2 separate regions of the Sus scrofa genome follow, and region 1 is linked to region 2. The links are chromatin contacts, called in public Hi-C maps. All regions are on one chromosome and are shown on one strand. Each heading gives the region's core, a stretch centred on a gene start, on an enhancer-like site or on the middle of the called end of the contact. The rest is flanking DNA. Distances are from core to core; before and after follow the strand shown. Region 1 holds the start of SYNJ2 (synaptojanin-2). Region 2 overlaps SYNJ2 (synaptojanin-2).

Region 1 (5,611 bases), core at 2,525-5,024, 49 kb after region 2:
TTCCGACAGAGCCTTGCCGGGCTCTGTGGCCACATTTCCAAGTCAAACAAAACGTGACACTGTAGCTTCTGTACAAACACAGCAGCTGGGAGAACCCGGGCCTGTGTTTACACAGGCCCTTTTCCTCCAGAAGCCCCAAGTAACGTAGGGACGCTCCCTGACAACTTGCCCGCAAACTTCCTTTCCACCCTGTTCCCGGCTGCTGACTCCACAGAGAGCGTGGCTGGGGGAGGGTGGGGCAGGTTGCACACACGTGCAAACACAGGAACATTCGCAGGCCGCCCTGCTTGGGAGTCTGTTTGGAGAAAACTGAACTTTGGAGTGTTGGTGCCGGCTCTGAAAGGGGTGAAATCCATGAATAATAGGCACAGTTGCCTTTATCTGGTCCACAGGGAGTCTAAAAGCGACAAAGAGAGAGACAATGGCAGGTCCTGTTTGTCCCAGAATGCAAATGAGAGAACATCTGTATGCTAATTGTGGGTTTTGGACACAGGGGAATTGTCACAGGCTCTGGCTTTTTTATCTTCACTTGAGAAGCCTCCTATTGTTGAATCAGGGCATCAAGAAGACTTGATTTAAAAAACTTTGAAATTGGTGCCAATACAGTTGGCTTTTCTGCCTCTGGAATTCCTGCTGCCACTGATCCACGTTAGAGTCTCACCCTAATTCATTTGGAAGCTGGAAGTAGGAAGTATTCCTCCAGCAACCCTCCTGCAGGCAGGCGAGGAGGCCACGTAGGTCAAGTCAGAAGAGAAGGGCTAGGAGTTCCGGTTGTGGCGCAGTGGAAACAAATCCAATCCCACTAGGATCCATGAGGATGTGGGTTCGATATCTGGCCTCGCTCGGTGGGTCAGGGATCCAGCATTGCTGGGAGCTGTGGTGTATGAGGACAGCTATAGCTCCGATTCCACGCCCTAGCCTGGGAACATCCATATGCCACAGGTGCAGCCCTGAAAAGCAAAAATAAATACATAAATAAAAATAAAAGCTATTTGCACTGTGTCTTAAAAAAAAAAGAGAAGGGCTAACCTAGCAATCGACCAAGCAAGGAGCAAGAGTTTCTCCTTAAACTCACAACCCCATTCAAGCCTGTCTCAGCTCTGCCTGAAATCACAGAACAACGATGAACCCCTTTCAGTGTGAAGCCTTTTCAAGGTATGATCCTTACGAGTTCAAATGTGCCTTGGAGAGCTGTGCTAATGCTTGTCGGGCCCACCGAGCTCCCCTGCAGGGCCCCATGAAAGCAGTAGCACGCATCCGCCACAGAGCTGCACAGAATCTTAGGACCACTCGGCGGCCAGGGAAAAACCACGACCCTCGTAGGAATAAACCCTTGACCTAAGTCTGTTTGGCCTCTCATCCCTCACCTGGGAGACCTATCACAGGAAACCACAGCTGACGTGGAAAGGAAGCTGCACCCAACCTAGAACCTCATGGAATGGGCAGAATTCCACTACCAGCTCTGCCAGCTGCCCCAGGTGTCCTGTCCTACACAACAGCAGAGACTGCGACCTTCTGGGAAAAAAAAGAAAAGAAAAGAAAAATGAAAGCACTCTTAACCTTACCCAGGAAAGGAAAGCAAAGAGCCAGACCTTTGGAACACAGATGGGAATTTCAAGTTCAGAGCCAGTCTGTCCAATTACGACATGTTCAGGAAACTCGAAAAGTCTGAGACAACAACCTTCCAGTAACAGAAGGCTCTTCCAATCCTTCTCGGGACCAGCACCAGCACCTCGTCCTTCCACAGCTGCCTTCTAAAGCATCTCGGTACCTTGTACTCACCAACACACTATATACATGACTTCAACCCAAACCTAATTTCCAAACGGAAAATAAGCACTTTATTACATTTGTTAATCACTGAAAGATCTTCACTTTTGAGGAAGATAAACTTTTTTATCCCAACGGCTTCAAAGGCACTCTTAAATATATATGAACCTTACGTAAGGTTGCTGTAATTCAACCAAAGGATATTTTAACCCCTTTGATGAAGCAGTAGTTTTGTACCATGCAATTAATCTCTCAGCTCTGATAAACGTGGTATGAAGGAGACATCTCAAACGGAATGGAAATTTCTGTGATTTTCTTTGGAGACCTTAGCACATAACCAAACTTGGGCTTTTCGGGAGAGAGCACAAATTGGAATAATCTGATAATAATTTCAACCATGATTTGTTGTACATTTATGGTGTGACAAGATTGGTGAAGCTGTTTTAGTAACCAACTGACTGCAAATGAGCCAGATAACTATATGCTCATGAAATGATTAGCGAAGCTGAAATAGAAGAGGAAAGAGAAGGACGTCTCGGTCCTTCCAAGATGTGTACTGAAGAATCTAATTGAAGAATTGATGTGCACAGGGTGAAAGGAAAAAAAAAAAAAAAAAGGACTAGATTCAGTTATAAAGCATTGTGGGGCTGAGGGCACTGGTCAAACACCCAGACCCTCCTCTGTGCTTTGTTCAGCTGCGAACCAGGGAAGATGGTACAGCTGGACACCAGCTGTGAGCCGACTCCCTGGCGTTCAGTTTGAAGTTCTAACAACCCCACTTGGTTTTGCTCACTTTGGTATCACCAGCCCTTCCTCGTGAATGTTAGCCAGTAAACAAGGGACCCAGCAGTGGTGATTCCAGGAAGTCAAGCACTGCAGGGACAATACAGAAATTGCCACATGGAACTCTGGTGGAGCTGTGTCACCTGGGGCAAGCAAGTTTCTTAGCTTCTTCGGACCTGTTTCCTCCTCTGTAATATGCAGATATAACAGCCCTTGTGGAGAACTGTGAAAATTAAATGAGATAGTCTCTAAAGCCCTTGACACAATATCAGTGTCAAGACTCGCTGGAGCACAGAGATGAAGTATACTGGCTGGACACCTGCTTAACGTCAAATATCCACAGCACAGGATCACCACGTAGTATATTTGCCTCCAAGTTCTATACTTTGCGGTAATGACGCTACTCAGCCAAGTATTCATATGAAACAAAGATGCCGTGTCCCGGGGCTTTCCTCCCCATCCCCTCCGGGGAGTGAAGCCGACCTTCACAAAGCAACAGGCACTCACTGGTTTCATCAACAAGTGCAAAAGAAAAACAGCGCCAGGCGCTTGGTCGGGCCAGCGCCCCAGTCGCCCCCTCGGATGGAGCGCGGGGCCCAAGAGGCCGGAGGCGGCTCTCCGGGAACAGACCCTCCGCCAGGCAGGCGCGCAGCGGGCAGACCCGAGGAGGGGCCGCGGGCCGCCTGCGCGCCCGGCCGCAGCCAGACGCGCTCTCTGGCGTCCCCGGCGTCACTTCATTCAAACAGGCCACCCGCCGCCCCGCGCGTGCGACCCGACGCCTCGGCCGCCTTCGCGCCGCCCGGGACTGGTCACCTCGGGGAAGGGAGGTGCCCGTCTACGTCTGGGCAAAGGCAGGCGCCCTCGCCTCCGGGCATCCTCCCGGGGCAGGGGACCCGGGCGCGGCCCCGGGCCCGGCCCCGCCGCGGCGGCCCCGGCCGCGAACCCCGGGCGGCGCCGCCTGTCGCACTCACCGAGCGTGGCCACCGTGCCGGCCTCGAAGAGCAGGCAGTCCCCGCGGCCGCGCGCCTCCAGCAGGACGCTGCTCTCCCCCGAGGCCTCCAGCCGCCCGAGCAGCCGCAGCCCTTTGCTCAGAGCCATGGGCGCGGGCTCGCCGCGCTCCCGCCACTTCCACGAGGCTCCCTGGGCGGCCGCGCCGCGGGCCGGGCGCAGGCTCCTCCCGGCCTCCTTCCTCCGCGGCCTCGGCCGGGCCGCCTCCTCTGCGGCCGCGCGCGCCGCCCCGGGCAGGTGAGGGCGCGCGGCCGCCTCCCCGCCTCCCGCGGCTCCGCCGAGGCGCCGCGCTCCCCCCAGCGGCCAGGCGGCGGGCGGCCCCCGGGCTGGCTCCGGGGCTGATCGCGGCCCCGGCGGAGGGGAGGTCCTCCCGGCGGAGGGCGGCAGCCGGGGAGGAAGATTCCACACATTCCTCGGCGCGGAGGAGGCTGCAGGCCGCGGGGCGCCCTAGTGCGCCTGAAACGTTCCTGGACGCCCGCGGCCTTATATGGGCAGCCCGGGCCTGCCCGGCGCTTCGGGGCTGGAAGCCGCAGGGCCCGGCCCTCCGCAGGCCCCCCCAATCCCCCCAGTCCCCCCCAGTCCCTCCCAGGGCGCTGCGCCTCCCCCTCTCGTCCCCGCCCGCGACCCTGGGCGAGTCACGTCTGTGCCTCGGTTGCCCTACGGGTAAAGCGGGATTAGTAAGCGTACCTACTTCATCTGCCCTCGTGAGGTTGCGGCGAGGATGGAGTTAACTTGCCTAAAGGGCTTGATGAATCCTGGCGAGTGGGCCGTGTTCGCTAAAGGTTGCCTTTTCCTAGCTTGTGGTACCGAGGGTACAGCGGTCCGCTGTCCGCCCCGGGTAGAGTGTGGGGGGGGGATCAAAGGACCCAGACCATGGTCTCTAGACCTGCCGCCTACCATGTGGTCTTGACTTCGCTGAGGCAGCTTTCCTCACCTGCTCCACACGCTTGCAGGAGGGGCGCGGAGCCAGAGGCGCTGAACGCTCTAGAAGGAACAGGCAGGGGCACCGGTGAGATGCTGGCAGGTGCGAGTGTGGGAGTGAGGGGGGCTCTTCTTCTCCTGCCTGTGCCCTTTCCCTCCAGTTTGCAGTCTCTCCCACTCTGGCGAGTACGCACACTCCTCGACTTCCCGGCAGGTGCTGCAAGAAGCCAGTGTGTTTTCACGGCGGACGGACACCAGCACACATCCACGCCTCCTGCACCGCACTGTGTGGCCCATCCCCGATGATGGCCCAGCTCAGTAACAGAAAGCAGGGCCCCTCTGGGCACTGGGCTCTAAGGAGATGTCAGAACTGGTCTGGAGGGGAGAGAGGGGAGGGGAGAAGGTCTCCCTGGAACCGCCCTTTGGGGGGGTTGGGGGTTCATTTCCTTCTCCTGTAATGGCTGTGCATGGATAGCCCCAGGCACCTCCATCAGGGTGTTCCCATCTGGTCCCAAACCCAGCTGGCTCCTCTCGCACCCCATTCTGCTCACACAGAGACTATGGCTCAAGCCATTTGTCCGGGGCGTGTTCCAGAAGGAGCAGAGCCCCCGATGTCAAGCAGGACAGTGGAGCGCTTGCAGACATTCAGGAAAGACCAGGAACAACCAGGAATGACCAGACCTTCCATCCTCTGTGGACACCCTCCCAGGTGGTGATTCAGGAATAAAGGAACTGCAAACAGTGGTAGAGATTCGAATCATTCCTGAGCCTTCTGCCCCCTTCTCACAAACTCAGTTACGTGGCAAACATCCCAGGTATGATGCTCATCCAGCAACCCAGACGGTTTCTGTCTCTGTAGAAGGGAGACGTTATTTTCTCCTGAGAACAATGTGCGCATTAAATGAGGCACAGTAGCCTTTGGCCACTTTTCCTTTCCTTTTAAACTGGAAGCTCACTTTGTCCAGGAAGCCTTCCTGGAATGCTGAGGTTCCGGACGACAGTGTTTTGTCCCCCCAGGTTCACAGATGGCCACTTCTGCTCACACCTGCCCATGTGTTGCTTGGGACATGCTTTTATACTTCTTTTCTCTTAGCCCTGTGTTACCCGTCAGGTAGGATGATTTTATGGA
Region 2 (5,868 bases), core at 1,279-3,778:
CGGACTAGGAACCCTAAGGTTGCAGGTTCGATCCCTGGCCTCGATCGGTGAGTTAAGGATCCAGTGTTGCCATGAGCTATGGTGTAGTTTGCAGATACGGCTCAGATCTGGCGTTGCTGTGGCTGTGGTGTAGGTTGGCAGCTGTAGTTCCGATGAGACAGCTAGCCTGGGAACCTCCGTAGGCCGTGGGTGCGGCCTTAGAAAGACAAAAAGACCAAAAAAAAAAAAATTTTTTTTAAATAAACTCTACAGAGTTCCCGTTCTGGTGCAGTGGAAATGAATCCGACTAGTATCCATGGGGATTCGGGTTCGATCCCCGGCCTTGAGAAGTGGGGTGAGGGTCCGGCACTGCCGTGAGCTGCAGTGTAGGTCACAGACATGGCTCAGATCCTGCGTTGCTGTGATTGTGGTGCAGGCCGGCAGCTGTAGCTCCATTTCTGTAGTTCGACCCCTAGCCTGGGAACTTCCACGTGCCGAGCGTGCAGGCTTAAAAAGCAAAAAACAAAACCTCTATAGCTAAATGTACAAGAGCAATTAGCTCTAAGAGTAAAATTTCAGCATGGCTATTTATAAACTGCACAACTATTCACGTGCTAAAGATGAATTACTAAAGGTACATGGTTGCTAGAAATGCAGTCAGGATCCCGGCATTTGTAACAAAAGGTACCATGAAAACGTGCAGACCAATCATCCTTCCTCGGTTTTCTCTGCTCCCCCACCCCCTCCCCCACCACGGCTCATCCATTCCCGGGGAAGGGGGGTGGGGGGGGTAAGAGACAAGCGTAATACTGCAACTTAAAAAGCAAGCACAAGCTACTCGCCCCCAAATCTTTGCACTTTTTCTCTAACCTAAGTGAAGAAGGAGGGGGAATTTTGCAAAATGCAAAAAGACAACCAGAATCGTCATCATCAGGCTTGCTATTGATAGTTTGGGTGGGGTGACTGACAGCTGCCCTCCTGGCCCCCCCGAAGATGACCTCACTTCTCTTTGATGACAGACAGCATTTAGAGAATCAGCACGGCTATGAGGCCCAGAGCTTAGCAAGTCCTTAAGAGGCATGAACACCAAAGCCTTTGAAACTTATTTTGAAGAAACCATGGCGTCTCTGGGGGGGGGGTCTCCGGGGGAGTTTCTGGGGGAGCACCAGGGTCCTGAAACTAAAAGGTGCTCAAGCTGCAGAAAAGCAAGTCACCCAAGGTCCACGGATGCGGGACAGTGGGTCAGACCAGGGACAGCTCTTCCAGGGCATGGTCAGGCTGCGTCTAGAGCACTGGGGGGTCGAGCTGGAGACCAAAACTAGAGGGGAACGATAGGTTTCGTTCTGACTTTAGAAGAGGGAGAACAAAGCAAGGGGAGTCCTGGAAATCTGACGGAGATGGCCCAAGGGCTGGAAGACGACGAAAGGGAGAAAGGGGGAGCCATGCAGGTACGTGAAGGCCTGAGAACTCAGGCTCTGGCGTGTGCCCGGCACACTCTGTAGAGACTCGCAAGGCAAGGAGAAACTAGCTGACAACAACAGCAGCAGCAGCAAGAATAAGGGCGCCATCGCAATCATGGCCTCGAACCTGGAAGCAAGACCCCCAACTGGGTGAGCGGGTGAAACAGATGAATTTCAAAGCCCCCCCAGCCCAAATTCTAAGACTCGATCATGACCATCCCCCAGTTCAGGGTTTTTTGGGGGGTTTTACAAATTGAAGGAAAACTCCAAATCTAAAGAAAATCAAGGTTTAAAACCCCTTTTAGCATGTCCAGGATAGGCAAATTATAGAGACAGAAAGTAGACAAACAGTTGCCCAGGCCCCAGGGAGAGTGACCACTGATGGGCACAGGGTTTTCTTGGTGGTGCTGAAAGTGCTCTAAAGTTAGACTACGGTGGTGGGTACACAATTCCGTAAACCCACTAAACGTGAACCGCGCACTTTCAGTGGGGTGAGGCTTGTGTAGGTAAATGACACCTCATGCACTGTTTGAAGACCACGCTCTCTGCGGATGCACTGCGGAGGAATTCTGCGTCCTCAGCTGCCCTTCTCTGTGCTGCCCCTTAACGCCTCCAGCTGCCTCATGCGTCTCAGGGGTTCCTTTCTCTTGGAAAGCTGAGTGTTAGTAACGCTTTTGTCCACAGAACTCAGGGCCCCAGTGAGACACTCCTCCATTGGCCTCACCCAAGGGTGGACACGGTTCCTTTCCACGGCTGCCAGCTGCAGCACGATGCCAGCCATAAGGACAAAGTGCCCACGGCTGAGGCTGGGTCAAGTCAAGGGCGGGTGAGACCCAGAGTGTCACAGTCCCGAGACGCTGGCAGGCGTCCCTGAGCTTCCTCGGCCCCTGGCTGAAGACCCAGCCGCCGCCACACACAGCCCTCGGGAAGAAGAGCCCAAGTGACAGGGGCCCGGGCACAGGGGTCTTCTGAGCGCACCAATGTTCCCTCGGGCCAGGGAGGAAGACCCGGGTCCCAGGTCCACTCGGCCATGAAGCTCCCGGGTAGGAACCCACTGAATGGGGCGGCTGTTCCATTGCCGACAAATGTGTTCTTGGACCCACACCCTGAGCTCTTCCTGGGACACAGATGCCAAATACCTCTGGCACCACTCAGAGCTCTGTTTCGGATGGCAAGGGGTATTTTTAGAAATCACAGGAAAGCTCTGTGCAATTCTCACGTGGGCCCCGCAACAGGCACCTCTAAATGCCAGCCCTGCTGCATGGTCCCCAGGGCCCCCTGAACCTTGCAGAGCTTGCCAGGGGCGGGTGGGCACAACTCTCAAAAGATATCTTTGGTCACATTCTCAATACACGAACGTGGGTCTAACGGAAGGTAACCGCACCCAATCACACGCTATGATCCATTTACCCGCAGAGACAAAGCCCTTCCCACTCCGCCCGCGTCAACAGTGAGCTCGCGATCAGAAAATCACACACAATGTATATGTGTCTGTGCACAACACTACACACATACACACGTGTGTGCGCGCGCACACACACACTGTGATAGTTCAGCTCAATCCACACACACTGGGATAGTTCAGGGAAAAAAGACCAGCAACTGTGCCATGAAAGAAGCATGGTTAAAAGACAGGACCCAGAGCCGTCTGGAAGAGAAAAGCAGGGGAAGCAGAATACACATGGACGTGTTTCATTACCTACCTGAAGCCCTGGCTGCTCCCAAAACAGCGGGACGGAGCCTCTGATCTGGACAAAAGATGACACTCCATCATCCATGTAAATCGTCTGCACCACAAGGAGACAGAGGAGAAAGGCTTCTTCAATGAAACTGAATGTGCTGGAGCCGGGTAACAGGATCCGGCTGCCTGAGACCGACACCAGCCACAGCCAAGGACGGCAGCGGCCCGGAGCACCGCGGCCCCGCTCCCGGCCTGGGCAAGCTGCCCCCCGACCCACAAGCCGGCCCAGCGCTCACAGGCTTGCTGGCTGCCCACCAGCCTCCGAGGATCGGCCGCAGCCAGCCAGGCATTCCCACGACCCCACTGACCTCCCGGCAAAGCCCAGCGGTGCCCTGACCCACTTTCGGGAATAGAAGCAAACAGGCTCTGGGATTTGACTGAGACCTTCCTGAGAGCCCAGCTTTCACCCTGTACCTGGCAAAGTATCAGAGAGGGACTGGAAACGGACCGAATGAAATGGAAGAAACTGGCTGCAGCCTGAGGCCGCGGTTGACTGTACTAGTTGGTCCTGCACTTGACAGTGCAAGTCAAGACTCGACCTGACCTTGGAGTTTGTCCTGGCCCGACACCACCGTGTTCTTAAACGTGCCACGGAGTCCACACACACACACACACACACACACACACACACACACACACACACACACAGCTTCCACGAGCTTCCAGTGTGACTGCACCTGCACAGACACAGACGAGGCTTCAACTAAAGAATGCGTCTCCTCCCCGCCCCACGCTCAGCTCTTCAGGGCGGACCAGCTCCTCACCTGCCTGCAGGCCCCCACGGATGCTGCAGCACCAGAGAATTCTAAAAGGACAAAAAGTACCATGCTGAGCATCACGAGGGGAGGCTGTGGCAGTTATCAGATGCTGCCCTTTATCTGAGTAACTCTACCCTGGCCTGGCAGGGCCGGCCAGGCCGATGCTGCCGGCCCTTTCCATCTCGTACTGGCCTGCTCCCTTACAGGGTAGCTTTCCATGCGGCTCATCACCCTCAGATCACACATGCATTAGTAATTCCGCAGTGGGAACCTGAACGTTAGACCCGAAGCTTCCCTGGACGGCAGGAATTACACGAGCCTGGTAGTTACGTTGGGCTGACCCGCTAGCCTTCAGCCTCAAAGGAAAAACACACCAGGGTTAAGAATTCTTCTATTTCTAGGTATTGACTATAAGCCAATTTGTTACCCTCTATGATTCTATTGACAAAAGAGAAAGACAGTAGCAGGTTGTTTGTTGGCAACAACGAGATTATATGCATAAACCTAGCTGCCGGTGTGACATACACACATCCAGATGGTTGAGAGATAACCAGTTCAGCCAGTATCTTTATGGAGTTCCCACTGTGTCTCAGTGGGTTAAGGACATGACATTGTCTCTGTGGGGATGAATCTAGATCGAACCTCTAGCCTCACTCAGTGGGTTAAGGATCTGGCATTACTGCGAAGTGTTGTAAAAGTCATGGATGTAGCTCGGATCCCAAGATGCCATGGCTGTGGCGTAGGCTGCAGCTGCAGCTCTGATTTGACCCCTGGTCCCAGGAACTTCCATGTGCTGCAGGTGCAGCTGCAAACGAGGAAAAAAAAAAAAAGACGCCTCTTAACAGCGCCCAGGAGCTGATTTAAGCTCAAGCAGTACTAGCCTTTACTGTAACATGTGCTGAAAGTACTACTTCCAGCATTAGACCGTGTCCTTCTTGAGCTGGAAATTGCACTGAACCAGCTTCAGAAAATACTGATGGGCAGTCCAGGCGCTCCAGACCCTACCCCTAGGGCAGGGAGAAAAGATGTTGCCCAGTTTCTCCACTCTTCCTACCCCAGTTCTATCCGCCGTCCTATCATTAGGAACCTCCTTGTTCCTAAGGCATCACACAGCGCTTTCCCTACTGGGCCAAAGAACTCAGCTTTGTTCATTTTTTTAGGGCTGAACCTGCAGCATATTGAGGTTGCCAAGCTAGGGGTCCAATTGGAGCTACAGCTGCCAGCCTACACCGGAGCTACAGCTGCCAGCCTACACCACAGCCACAGCCACAGCCAGATCCAAGCTTGCGTCTGCGACCTACACCAAAGATCATGGCGACGCCAGATCCTCAACCCACTGAGTGAGGCCAGGGATTGAACCCGCAACCTCGTGGATACTAGTTGGGTTCTTAACTCCCTGAGCCACGACGGGAACTTCAGAACTCAGGTTTTGACACTAGTGGGAGAGTCAAAGCCTCACTCTCAGAGGTAATTTTAGCAGAGGGTCTCTGGGGCCCCTGGGGTCGGGGGGCAGGATGGGGAGTGGATGCAGGGCAGTGCGTGGGGCACCACCAACCTCCACTCTGCCCAAACCCATCTGCTCAACGACGACCCTGGTTCCTCGACCACCTCCAGCCTCAGTTTCCCTCTTTCAACGGAGTTAGTGTCACCCGGTCACAGGGGGCAAGTGCCAAGGGCAGCACAGGAGGGAGCATGACCGAAGTCCACGGCAGTCACCCCCTCCCCTTCAGTCCAGGAGCATGCCGTCCCGTGAGAGTGGACAGGGCCCCCCAGGGGACAGAGAGGGGTGGGCAGGGCTCAGGACACGGGACCAGGGACCAGGCACCAGGGAAGGAGAGGGGGTCAGACAGAGATGGAGGGCAGAGCAGGAGGGGCTGCAGGAAGGGGGAGCCACCTTGGGGTATGGCTGGAGGCTGGGCCTGGGACTCCT

Evidence for each region. A called contact is a pair of places that touch in the nucleus more often than the background predicts.
Region 1: a contact with region 2 is called in a Hi-C map of skeletal muscle, with 5 times the contacts expected there. The contact joins the promoter of SYNJ2 here to the enhancer-like site in region 2. A contact is called at or near these places in 8 of 47 Hi-C or Micro-C datasets (blood, embryonic fibroblasts, liver and 3 more) and 1 of 2 datasets of contacts at active chromatin or transcription factors (skeletal muscle).

Annotation. Positions count from the first base shown.
Region 1 is chr1:9,105,276-9,110,886 of Sscrofa11.1, forward strand. SYNJ2 (synaptojanin-2) reads right to left here and starts at 3,775. Exons shown (of 28, transcript XM_021086423.1): 1 at 3,525-3,775. The coding sequence starts at 3,651. LOC110259909 (a long non-coding RNA gene) reads left to right here and starts at 4,161. Exons shown (of 2, transcript XR_002342370.1): 1 at 4,161-4,585; 2 at 4,697-5,226.
Region 2 is chr1:9,057,368-9,063,235 of Sscrofa11.1, forward strand. It overlaps SYNJ2 (synaptojanin-2), which reads right to left. Exons shown (of 28, transcript XM_021086423.1): 5 at 3,143-3,226. Among named protein-coding and RNA genes, the nearest start is that of SYNJ2, 49 kb to the right of the region's middle. Within about 2 kb of position 2,529, at least 5 of the 83 cell types and tissues checked have an H3K27ac peak or open chromatin away from gene starts, as enhancers often do. A contact at or near this core is called in skeletal muscle, where this site is marked.